Linked DNA regions of Mus musculus: regions 2 and 3 are each linked to region 1. A link is a contact called in public Hi-C and HiCAR-type data. All regions are on one chromosome and are shown on one strand. The core of a region is the stretch at or near the end of the contact, and the rest is flanking DNA. Distances in the headings are between cores, read along the strand shown. Region 1 overlaps Ncam1 (neural cell adhesion molecule 1). Region 2 has its middle 110 kb from the start of Gm25633. Region 3 overlaps Ncam1 (neural cell adhesion molecule 1).

What was found. Hi-C and Micro-C count contacts between places; a contact is called where the count stands out from the background. HiCAR-type assays count read pairs that join an accessible place to other places.
Region 2: a HiCAR-type map of embryonic stem cells shows a contact between it and region 1, with 4 times the contacts expected there. The contact joins two enhancer-like sites. A contact is called at or near these places in 10 of 484 Hi-C or Micro-C datasets (embryonic stem cells, olfactory sensory neurons, rod photoreceptor and 1 more), 3 of 115 datasets of contacts at active chromatin or transcription factors (all in embryonic stem cells) and 1 of 9 other capture datasets (embryonic stem cells).
Region 3: a contact with region 1 is called in a Hi-C map of embryonic stem cells, with 2.4 times the contacts expected there. The contact joins two enhancer-like sites. A contact is called at or near these places in 2 of 484 Hi-C or Micro-C datasets (both in embryonic stem cells), 1 of 115 datasets of contacts at active chromatin or transcription factors (embryonic stem cells) and 1 of 9 other capture datasets (pancreatic islet).

What each region holds. Positions count from the first base shown.
Region 1 is chr9:49,713,743-49,716,757 of GRCm38.p6, forward strand. The region is part of intron 1 of Ncam1 (neural cell adhesion molecule 1); the gene reads right to left. Among named protein-coding and RNA genes, the nearest start is that of Ncam1, 84 kb to the right of the region's middle. Within about 2 kb of position 1,544, at least 10 of the 459 cell types and tissues checked have an H3K27ac peak or open chromatin away from gene starts, as enhancers often do. A contact at or near this core is called in embryonic stem cells, where this site is marked.
Region 2 is chr9:49,934,710-49,937,724 of GRCm38.p6, forward strand. No RefSeq gene overlaps it. Among named protein-coding and RNA genes, the nearest start is that of Gm25633, 110 kb to the left of the region's middle. Within about 2 kb of position 1,517, at least 24 of the 459 cell types and tissues checked have an H3K27ac peak or open chromatin away from gene starts, as enhancers often do. A contact at or near this core is called in embryonic stem cells, where this site is marked.
Region 3 is chr9:49,532,724-49,535,738 of GRCm38.p6, forward strand. All of the region lies in intron 13 of Ncam1 (neural cell adhesion molecule 1), which reads right to left. The region is part of intron 2 of Gm11149 (predicted gene 11149); the gene reads left to right. Among named protein-coding and RNA genes, the nearest start is that of Gm11149, 16 kb to the left of the region's middle. Within about 2 kb of position 1,583, at least 66 of the 459 cell types and tissues checked have an H3K27ac peak or open chromatin away from gene starts, as enhancers often do. A contact at or near this core is called in embryonic stem cells, where this site is marked.

The DNA.
Region 1 (3,015 bases), core at 294-2,793:
TCACCTTCTGCTTTCTTTTCTTTGTTCTTCATTTTCTCCCTTCCCTTCCTTCCCCATATGACTATTTACCAACCTGTCTGTCTATCTGTGTGTTTATCTATCTATCTATCTATCTATCTATCTATCTATCTATCTCTATCTCTTTATCTCTATCTATCTACCTATCTTCTACCTACCTTTTTCTTTCCTTCTTTCCTTCCTTCCTTTCTTTTTCTTCCTATTTATCTATCCACTCATTCATTACCCACCTTTCTTCTTCCTTCTCTTCCTCCTCCTCTCTTCCTTCCTTTCCATCCTCCCTGTTTACCTCCCTATCTGCCTTTTTTGCTATCTATCTATCTATCTATCTATCTACCTACCTATATATCTACATCTGCTATGCTGTTACCATGAAAACATTTAAGAGGCTAAGCATGTATTTTCCCAGCCAGGATCTTTGATCTTGCTATTGAAAATAGCTATTTCCTGTTCATCTCTTGCTGCAAAAGCAAGTTCTAGTTTTGGGCAACTGAGCTATCTATAAACACTATGCAGAAGTTGCAGGCCCTGTGTGCCTTCCAACAGCTGTGTTTTGATCCCACCAGTAGAATCGAGGAGGTAGGCAAGCTTACCAGCAGAGACCTTGGGCTCCTGCACCCAACTGACTGTGTTCAAAGCAGGCCTCCTCTGTTACCAGCAAGTTCCCTAAGCTCTTTACTCTTCGTATCTTCCACTGTGACACGAGGTGGTATTAATATCAATCCTCTGGGACTGGATAAAATGAGTCTAATAAGCAAGGGGCTTAACCAGCACCTGGCACCTACTGAGTGGCAAATAATACCATTAACTGTGACTTTCTAGCTTTTGCATTAGTGTAGTCCAACACACAGCCACTGATAAATAATTATCAAAAGATGGCCTCTCTCCCACATCACTTTCTCTCAATGCCACTAATAGGGATGGAGGAACATTCTATAATTCACCTTTTAAAAAATTCACCTTCAGCTTTGTAGTTCAGTCATCTTACCTCAAAGCTTTAAATGACAGAGGTTCTAACGTTCCCCCAGGACTGATCCTCAAAGAATGAAACACAGTTAAAAAGCCAATTAAAAAGAAATAATCCACTGATTCAAAGAAAAATTTCTTCGAGTTGGACACTTCACTCATCTCAAAGAAAAAAGTCTGTTTCTATGACACACTGGCCTAGTTTAGCAGACAGGTTGAAATAAAATAAAGGAATTTCTTTTTTCTAGCTGGAACCAATCAAAAGTGAACAAAAGAAAGAATAATATTATCTATCCGTTAAATTTGTCTGTGGTATGTATTGTCAGGAGGTATAAATAATGCATGCTGGTGTCTCTGAGCCTCGGATCTGGCTCCAGCGTGCTCTCCTGTCTTGCATCCTGTAGTCTCAGTCCACAGGGTTCCTCTGCAGGTACTCCAAGATGGCTCCCATGAGGCTGCTTCAGGAAGGATAGCTTTGAAGGCCTCTCCTGGGCCTCAGGCCTTTGTGTGCTACCTTCTTGCACTACTATCATTTTCCCAGCAGGTGCCTCACCTTCCCAACTGCTGACAGCTGCTCCTGAGCCCCTGCCACACCTTTGAGGATTTCTCTCTGTCTCTCCAGGGAGGTGCTGGAAGGCAGCCATATTTTCCCACAGCCCAGGAAGATGTGGAGTCAGAGGGAGGCTGCCCAAGGCTGGGGTTCTTCCTGGCCAGGTAAAACATGCTTTCCTCCTTGTCCTAGGATAATGGTCATGGCCAAACCAAACTTGCATCTTCATTTCAACAAAGCATTTAGACATTTAAAAAGCACATTAAAAGCAGGAGCTGTTTAGTTCAAAATTTGACCTGTTTGTGTGTGTGTGTGTGTGTGTGTGTGTGTGAGAGAGAGAGAGAGAGAGAGAGAGAGAGAGAGAGAGAGAGAGAGAAAGAGAGAGAGAGAGAGAATGTGAGTGAGTGTGTATAAATCTGTAGGTATGACCGTGTGTGTGAGTCTGTATGTGTGACTGTGGGTGTGAGTCTGTATGTGTGACTGTATGTCTGAGTATGTGTGTAATTGTGTATGAATGAGTGTGCATCTCTGTGTGTGACTGTGTAACTGTGTGTATACGTCTGTGTGACTGTGAGTGAATGTGTGAGTGTGTTTGTGTATGAATGTGTTAGAGTGTTTATATGTGTATGTGTGGGTGTGTCTATGAATGTGTAAGAGTGTTTATCTACATGTGTATGTGTGTGAGTGTGTAAGAACTAGCAACATACAAGTACAATGAAACAAATTTAAAAATTGTTTAATTCTATTTTAAAAATCTCTTTCTTATTCTCCCGAAAGAGTTAGGTAAAACCTGGCAAACCAACCCTGATGTGTGAGCAGTTTGGGAAGGGGTTACAGGTCCAGAGTTGCTTCAACAGGCTGATATGGAACGAGATGGAAGCGAACAGAGAGAAAGGAAACAATTTTCTTCCCACCCTGTGTTCATTGATTTCAAAAGGAGCCAGCAAGTCTTGTTTCCTCTAGCTAAACAGATTTTATTGGCTTTACACAAATCTTGCCAAGGTTAAATATTATATGAAAATATCACTAAAAACAGTGATCCTGAATAAACTACTGTGAAATTTTACTACAACATGGCAAATACTCAAAACATCCAGGTTATATTTATACCCTTATAGTCATGTGTAAACTGACTGCCTCATGCTGTCGGCCCTGCAAGGACACGCAGATCTGTTAGACACAGGCCCTGAAAGATGATGGCATGCCACATGTACTATAGACACAGGAGACATGCACAAGACAAAGAGATGTGGAGACAGCAATGCAGAGACTCAGAAATCTCTTCTGTAAAGTGATGGGAGTTCCCACAGAAACTAACCTGGACCCTTGGGGCTCTCAAAGACTGAACCCCCAACCAAAGAACATACACAGGCTGGACCTAATCCTCCCTTCACATATGTAGCAGATGTGCAGCTTGGTCTTCATGTAGGTTCGAAACAACTGTAACAGAGGCTATCCCCAAAACTACTGCCTGTCCATGG
Region 2 (3,015 bases), core at 267-2,766, 220 kb after region 1:
TCCCAGAGTGAGCATCAGTAATGGTGGAAAGGGCGTGGCAGCAAGCTGCCAGAGCAGGACGCTGAGAGGTCACTTCCCCAACTGTAACAATCAGGCATGTGCACCTGCCTGCCCCACCCCCAATATACCTCTTACATTGGATCTGTTGTGTGGAATAATCTCTTCTTGGCACACCTCGGCAGGGGCCTTGAAAGGCACGCCCACCTTTTCCAATTTATCCTAACACCAACTCCAAACTCAAAGCAGAGAGAGCAGACTGGAAGGCTTCTACCCTAGTGACCTACTTCCTCCAGCAGTGCTCCACCTCCTAAAGGCCCCATAACCTCCCCCAGACAGTAACCCCAACTAGGACATGTGCTCAAATGTGTGACGCTATTGGGGACACATGTCATTTAAGTTTCATTTACAAAAGAAAATACAAGTCATTACAGTGCCTGAGGAAAGATACTGTAGGTTATCCTCTGACTTTCACATACGCGTGCACACACACACACACACACACACACACACACACACACACACAAAATTTCTTCTTTGTGATGAAATGGGTAAGATGGTTCATTGTTCAGGTTTAGGGAGGAGATCAAAGTGCTGATAGGTTTAAATTCAGAGATCACAAATACTATGGCCATGAGTGAGTACAGTCCATCTGTTATCTTTAGTATCCCTGTATGAGATCTCTTGGAAATGCACGTATTGTCTTCATAGACAATCTTGATTTTGTCATTTGTATTGAAGGTTTTGATTCTCAGCCATGGAGCAATGCAACCTGGATCCCAGGGGCAAGTGGCTTCTTTCCCTTCCAAGATCTTCTCAATTTCTCTCTCTCCCTATTGTACAGCACCCCACTTACCTCCCTGGCTCTCACCCTGTCAATCATGCTTTCCCAAGAGAGATGCTAACAACAGGTACAGCGGCAAAACCTTGATGAAAGCTTTGGTTCACAGGTATCTGCTTCCTTCTGCTGTCCTGGGCTGCCCTCAGCCCTGATGTATACATCTCTTCTAAAACTGCTCCTGGAGAAATTGTCTAAAGTGCAGGGCTCTTTCCCTGCACTAGCCAGGCCAGTCTGTATCCCGAACAGGACCTGGGATGAAGGGACTGGGGGTGGAATGAAGAATTAAATGAGCAACATGCTAATTTCATGCAAATGAATATCTATTTTGAATCAACAGCTTGGGTACTTTTTCTAGGAGGCCCGAGGCAGCAGGAATGCAAAAGGAGGGCGGGAGGGGGAGTGTGTCTCTTGGGGCGGCGAGGAGTGTAAGAAGGCTCCAGTCTGAGCAGAGCTGCCTCCAGCCCATAGTCCTAATGCTATTAGATCCACTCATTAGCAAGTATGAAACATGGAGAGTTAAAAAAAAATCAGAAAAGGAAAGGGGGAAAATCAGTCCCATTTCTGCAATGAATAACAGATGGAGACTTAATTCAATTTGCATCCAATACACTCTAGTACCAGGGACTTCGTTTGTGTAACAATGGAGATCCTGGGGATGAGGAGGGGTCCCTGCTGCAGAGGGGCTAATGGGATGAGCCCACACCTCCCCCACCCTGCCCTCATCTCTCTGTGGGAGCCAGATGGATATTCTTGTTTTAACGCATCTCTCCCTTGGGCTGATCCTGAATTCATTCTCTGATCCAAAGAGAGCGGTTCTTAGATTGAATTGAGAGAGCACTGGGGGAGGGGGCATTGTAGTGAGCAACAGTAGAGGGAGAGGAAAAGTCTTTTGGAAGCTGAGGAAAGATACCAGGTGTCTCCAATTCCCCACCCCTGAGTAAATCAGGAGACAGTCACTGACTGGGCAGTTGGATTCCCAAGATGTAGGCTTTCCATATCTGCTGCTGCCAAGACCTGGACCCTAAACTCTGCGCTGGCACCAAGGAACATTTTTAACTGTTCTGATGGCTTGGATCTTCTGAACGTGGAGATTTCTCCTTTGCTGAATGAGAACAGTAGATAAATCAGGCCCCTGGAGTGTGAGCACAGAACTTGCTCTCTGTGGCTCTGTTCCCACGATGAAGATCTCTCTCAGGGTCTGTGATGTCACTCATATGTCTCCCCTCTGGGAGCTGACTGATAGGGCTTTTGCAGGTTGAACAATTACCAAATAGGAAAACACTTTATCAAAAATGGCGGTGGGGCCACACGCCAGGGAAAATGGGATTGGAGACTGAAGCTTGGGCCAAATCATGGAACATGAGTTGCATTTGCCCTGGCCCACAGGGAGAGAGGGAGAGGATTTTTTTTCCTCCCCTATTTTAAATTATAATGTCTATATCTAAAATGCACACGGCATAAGACAGGTTAAAAAGGGAAAAAGATTCAAATGTTTAATATACTACAGATATACAATATACATATGTATTATACATACACATACAATATATATGTATGTGTATATATGTACATATATGTATATGTACATATATGTATGTGTATATATGTGTGTACATATATGTAAATGTACACATATATATATATATATATATATATATATATATATATATATATATATTAGACTGAAGTGTGTACCCTCCATAGGAAGCTCAATAAGTAGACTAAGAATGGTGCCTTCTAAACAAGAATGATACAAGAATTGTAGAGAAACAAGCGAAAAGCAAAATTCTCAAGTCTCTAAGGGTAGTGATTGTGGCAAGGTGACTGGGAATATAGGGGGCTTTATGGAAAGAAGGGTTATAGTGGTAGACTTGTTAGGCAGATGCAATTTTTACTAGATTCTCAATCTCCCAGAGTAAGAATACTGGTACCTGAAATTTTGGGAAAGTACCATTTTTTGGATTCTTAGTCTCACTAGTAAAGCTATTTAAGAATGGACTCCAAAAGGAAACTCAAAAACAATTTTATTAAAATTTCGAAAAGAAACTCCAGGTCAAACAAGCTGGAGATCTTGGACTCTGCCCCAGGGCAGAAAAGAGACCACTGTGCCTTCTGTAAGCATCCATGAGGCAGGACAGAGCGGAGAGCTGCAGAGGAAGAGTGAGAAAGAGCAAAGT
Region 3 (3,015 bases), core at 333-2,832, 180 kb before region 1:
GCCACAGAGGTAAAGGACTAAGCACCTTCTTGGCAACTGAGGCTACGGCTGCATTAATACCAAATAGCAGGAACCAGCCCTGGTCCAGCACACAGAGGGTGGCATTAACCACACACTTGACTACTCATGGATCCAATGCTGCCTTCAGAGTTGCCAAGACTACATGGATAAGACAGGATCTCGAGGTTTACGGTGTAAACCAGGGTTTCAGTTCACCTATGTTCCTTTTGCCATGTGCTTTACCCCACATTACAGTTTGTGACTGAATGACCGACCCTAAGAGTCTTAAGTTTCCTAATTGTAACTTTCACAGGCCTGGGTGTTGGGGGAAGGAAGTTCTAGCTTTTGACAGTTGAGGTTAAGAGAAAAGGGAAAAGATGTAAGGTCAAGACATCTTTTGAAAGCATGCTTCTGTTGAATGAGCGAGAAGCGCTTTAGCTGTGAGTGTCATATCCCTGTCCCACTGTGAGCTGACAGAATGCACGGTCTTATGGTCTATCATGACACAGGTTCTTCCCAAGCAAGCCTGGAAGGGCTTATATGTGACAAGTAGTTTCTCTTGATACGCTTTATGAAAACTTCCTTCACCTATGGTTATAAACAGATTATTACCACACATAGATATACACACACACACACATATACACCACACACACACACACACACACACACACACACATACATATACACTCAGAAACACACATACACACAACTACACCTCTGTAGGAGATATTATTTAATTTCACCCGTGTTGTCTGACTGACTGACGGAGTTCTACATGACCCCAGCTACTCGGCTTCCTTTGCACGGTGGCTCACATCCTCTGCATCTTGATCCTATGGTGACTAATACATTCCTGCTAACTCAGGCTGCTGCCAATCGGGATACCCTATGCTTTATCTCACTGTCCTCTGGGACTTATGATTTGGGTCAGTAGTCAAGTGGTTCAAATAAAACAGACTCCAACCTCCTGCTCAGATTTCACAACTAAGCATCTTATCTGTGGGTAGAAATGTCTGAAGAAATATAAAAACCGAAACACCCGTCAGGGGAGAAATATTTCATTCCTCTTCAGGAGAAGTCTGGAGCCAAGATTGTGTTTCATTGACAGACAAGACCAAAGATGCAAAGCGGTGTCTCAAACAGGACAGGGTTGTGCAAATGGGTCCTGTAGCTTTCTCCTATTTCCTGGGACTTATATAGCAGGAGGGATGGGGGCGGGGGGAGGGGGGAGGGGGGGAGGGCGGAGCCACTGTGGTAGAGGGGAGTAGTTAGAAGAATTCCTCTTTCAAATGCAAATACACCACAAACAAACAAGAAAACCCTCCAACCCGTGCAAATGAGCCCAGCTTATTGTCATGCTTGTTCCTCTCACAAAACCAAACCACAAAGGCATCAGGAACTGAAAGTCATTGCAGCCACACACAGAGGACCACTGAGAAAGCAGCCCCCGTAGCTGTCTACCACAGGAGGAAAACAACAACAACAAAAAAAACCATTCCATGCAGTATACACAACCAGGAAGCACGGTTCTCCCCTCTTTAATTATGTATGGGAGGCCTTAGCCAGGGTGTGGGAGCTGAACTCCGTAGACCCGTCATCACCTGCCTTAGCTGACTGCTGCTTGGTGGGAGGCAGGACCAGCTCTCCCTGGCCTCCAGCCTCAAGTGCTGTAATATACACAGTCACAGTGCAAAGGCTCTTGTTGCCTAGCCGAGGGCCTTAGGCCCCCAGCACCCATGTGGCCTCACATCATTAAGGCCAGCCTGGATGCCTGCAGCTCGGACTCAGCCAGGTTTTCAGGCTAGTCTAGGGGGATGCTCTTGTCCCTTGGATCCTACTGTCTGGAGAGGACGTCTAGCCCTTCCAACCCAGCAGCCTAGGAGGTGGCATTGTTCTATTATTTTTCTAGCACCAAGTGTTCGGGGGACCAGAATGAAGGGGGACAGAGCTACAGGCTCTGTTGTGAGACACGGGCTGCCATGTTGTCAGGGGCACAGGTCCTTCTCCTTTTCTCTGAGCAGCTCTCTCCACTTCCTCTGGTTTCCTCTTGCTCCCAGGCCTTCCTCACTTTATTATATTGCGCTCTCTCTCTCTCTCTCTCTCTCTCTCTCTCTCTCTCTCTCTCTCTCTCTCTCTGTGTGTGTGTGTGTGTGTGTGTGTGTGTGTGTGTGTGTGTGTACGAGCACAATCCCATGAGGCATGAACAGTAAAACTGTGGGAAGGAGTTGCCATACTTTGCTCCCCCCCCATGTTTTCCCAATTCTTTTCTGTTTTAAACACAAATGTCAATATGGAAAGGTCTCCACAAGCACAAACAGCCACCCCTTATTCTTTTGGAGGCGACTCCATTTGCTTTCTTGGCTAAACAGACAGCATGCTTAGAAACCACTCAAGGCTGGGAGCCTCCATGCAGTCACACTGTAGACTGTGCTACTGCGAGCAGAGCAGAGGCGCTGCCCAGAGCAGCCGGCTCTGTACTCACTAGACAGGTCTGTGGTTGGAAGGACAGGAAGAGGCCAGGTTGCTATGGAAACATGAAGGTTGGAAAGGGCACTAAATGGTGAGGGCCAGAAAGGACATAAAACTCACATACCCAAAAGTACAAATTATGCATATCAGTGTGTGTATGTATATATATATATACACACACGTATGTATCAGAGACATATATATATATATATGTGTGTGTGTATATACACACACACATATGTATCAGAGACAGTGCGTCAGTCACTCATTCCTATTGCCCCAATTTATCAATATTAATATAAATATTTTGGAGAGCTTATCAAAGATAATCTTTTTTTTTTTTGCTTACAAAGGACTCATGCAGCAAGAGATAAGATATCCCCAAATACTTTTTTGGTTAAATCCAGTTACTAAATGCTGGACATTATATTTTGTGTACTTTTCATTTCTTTCTTTCTTTCTTTCTTTCTTTCTTTCTTTCTTTCTTTCTTTCTTTCTTTCCTTCCTTCCTTCCTTCCTTCCTTCCTTCCTTCCTTCCTTCCT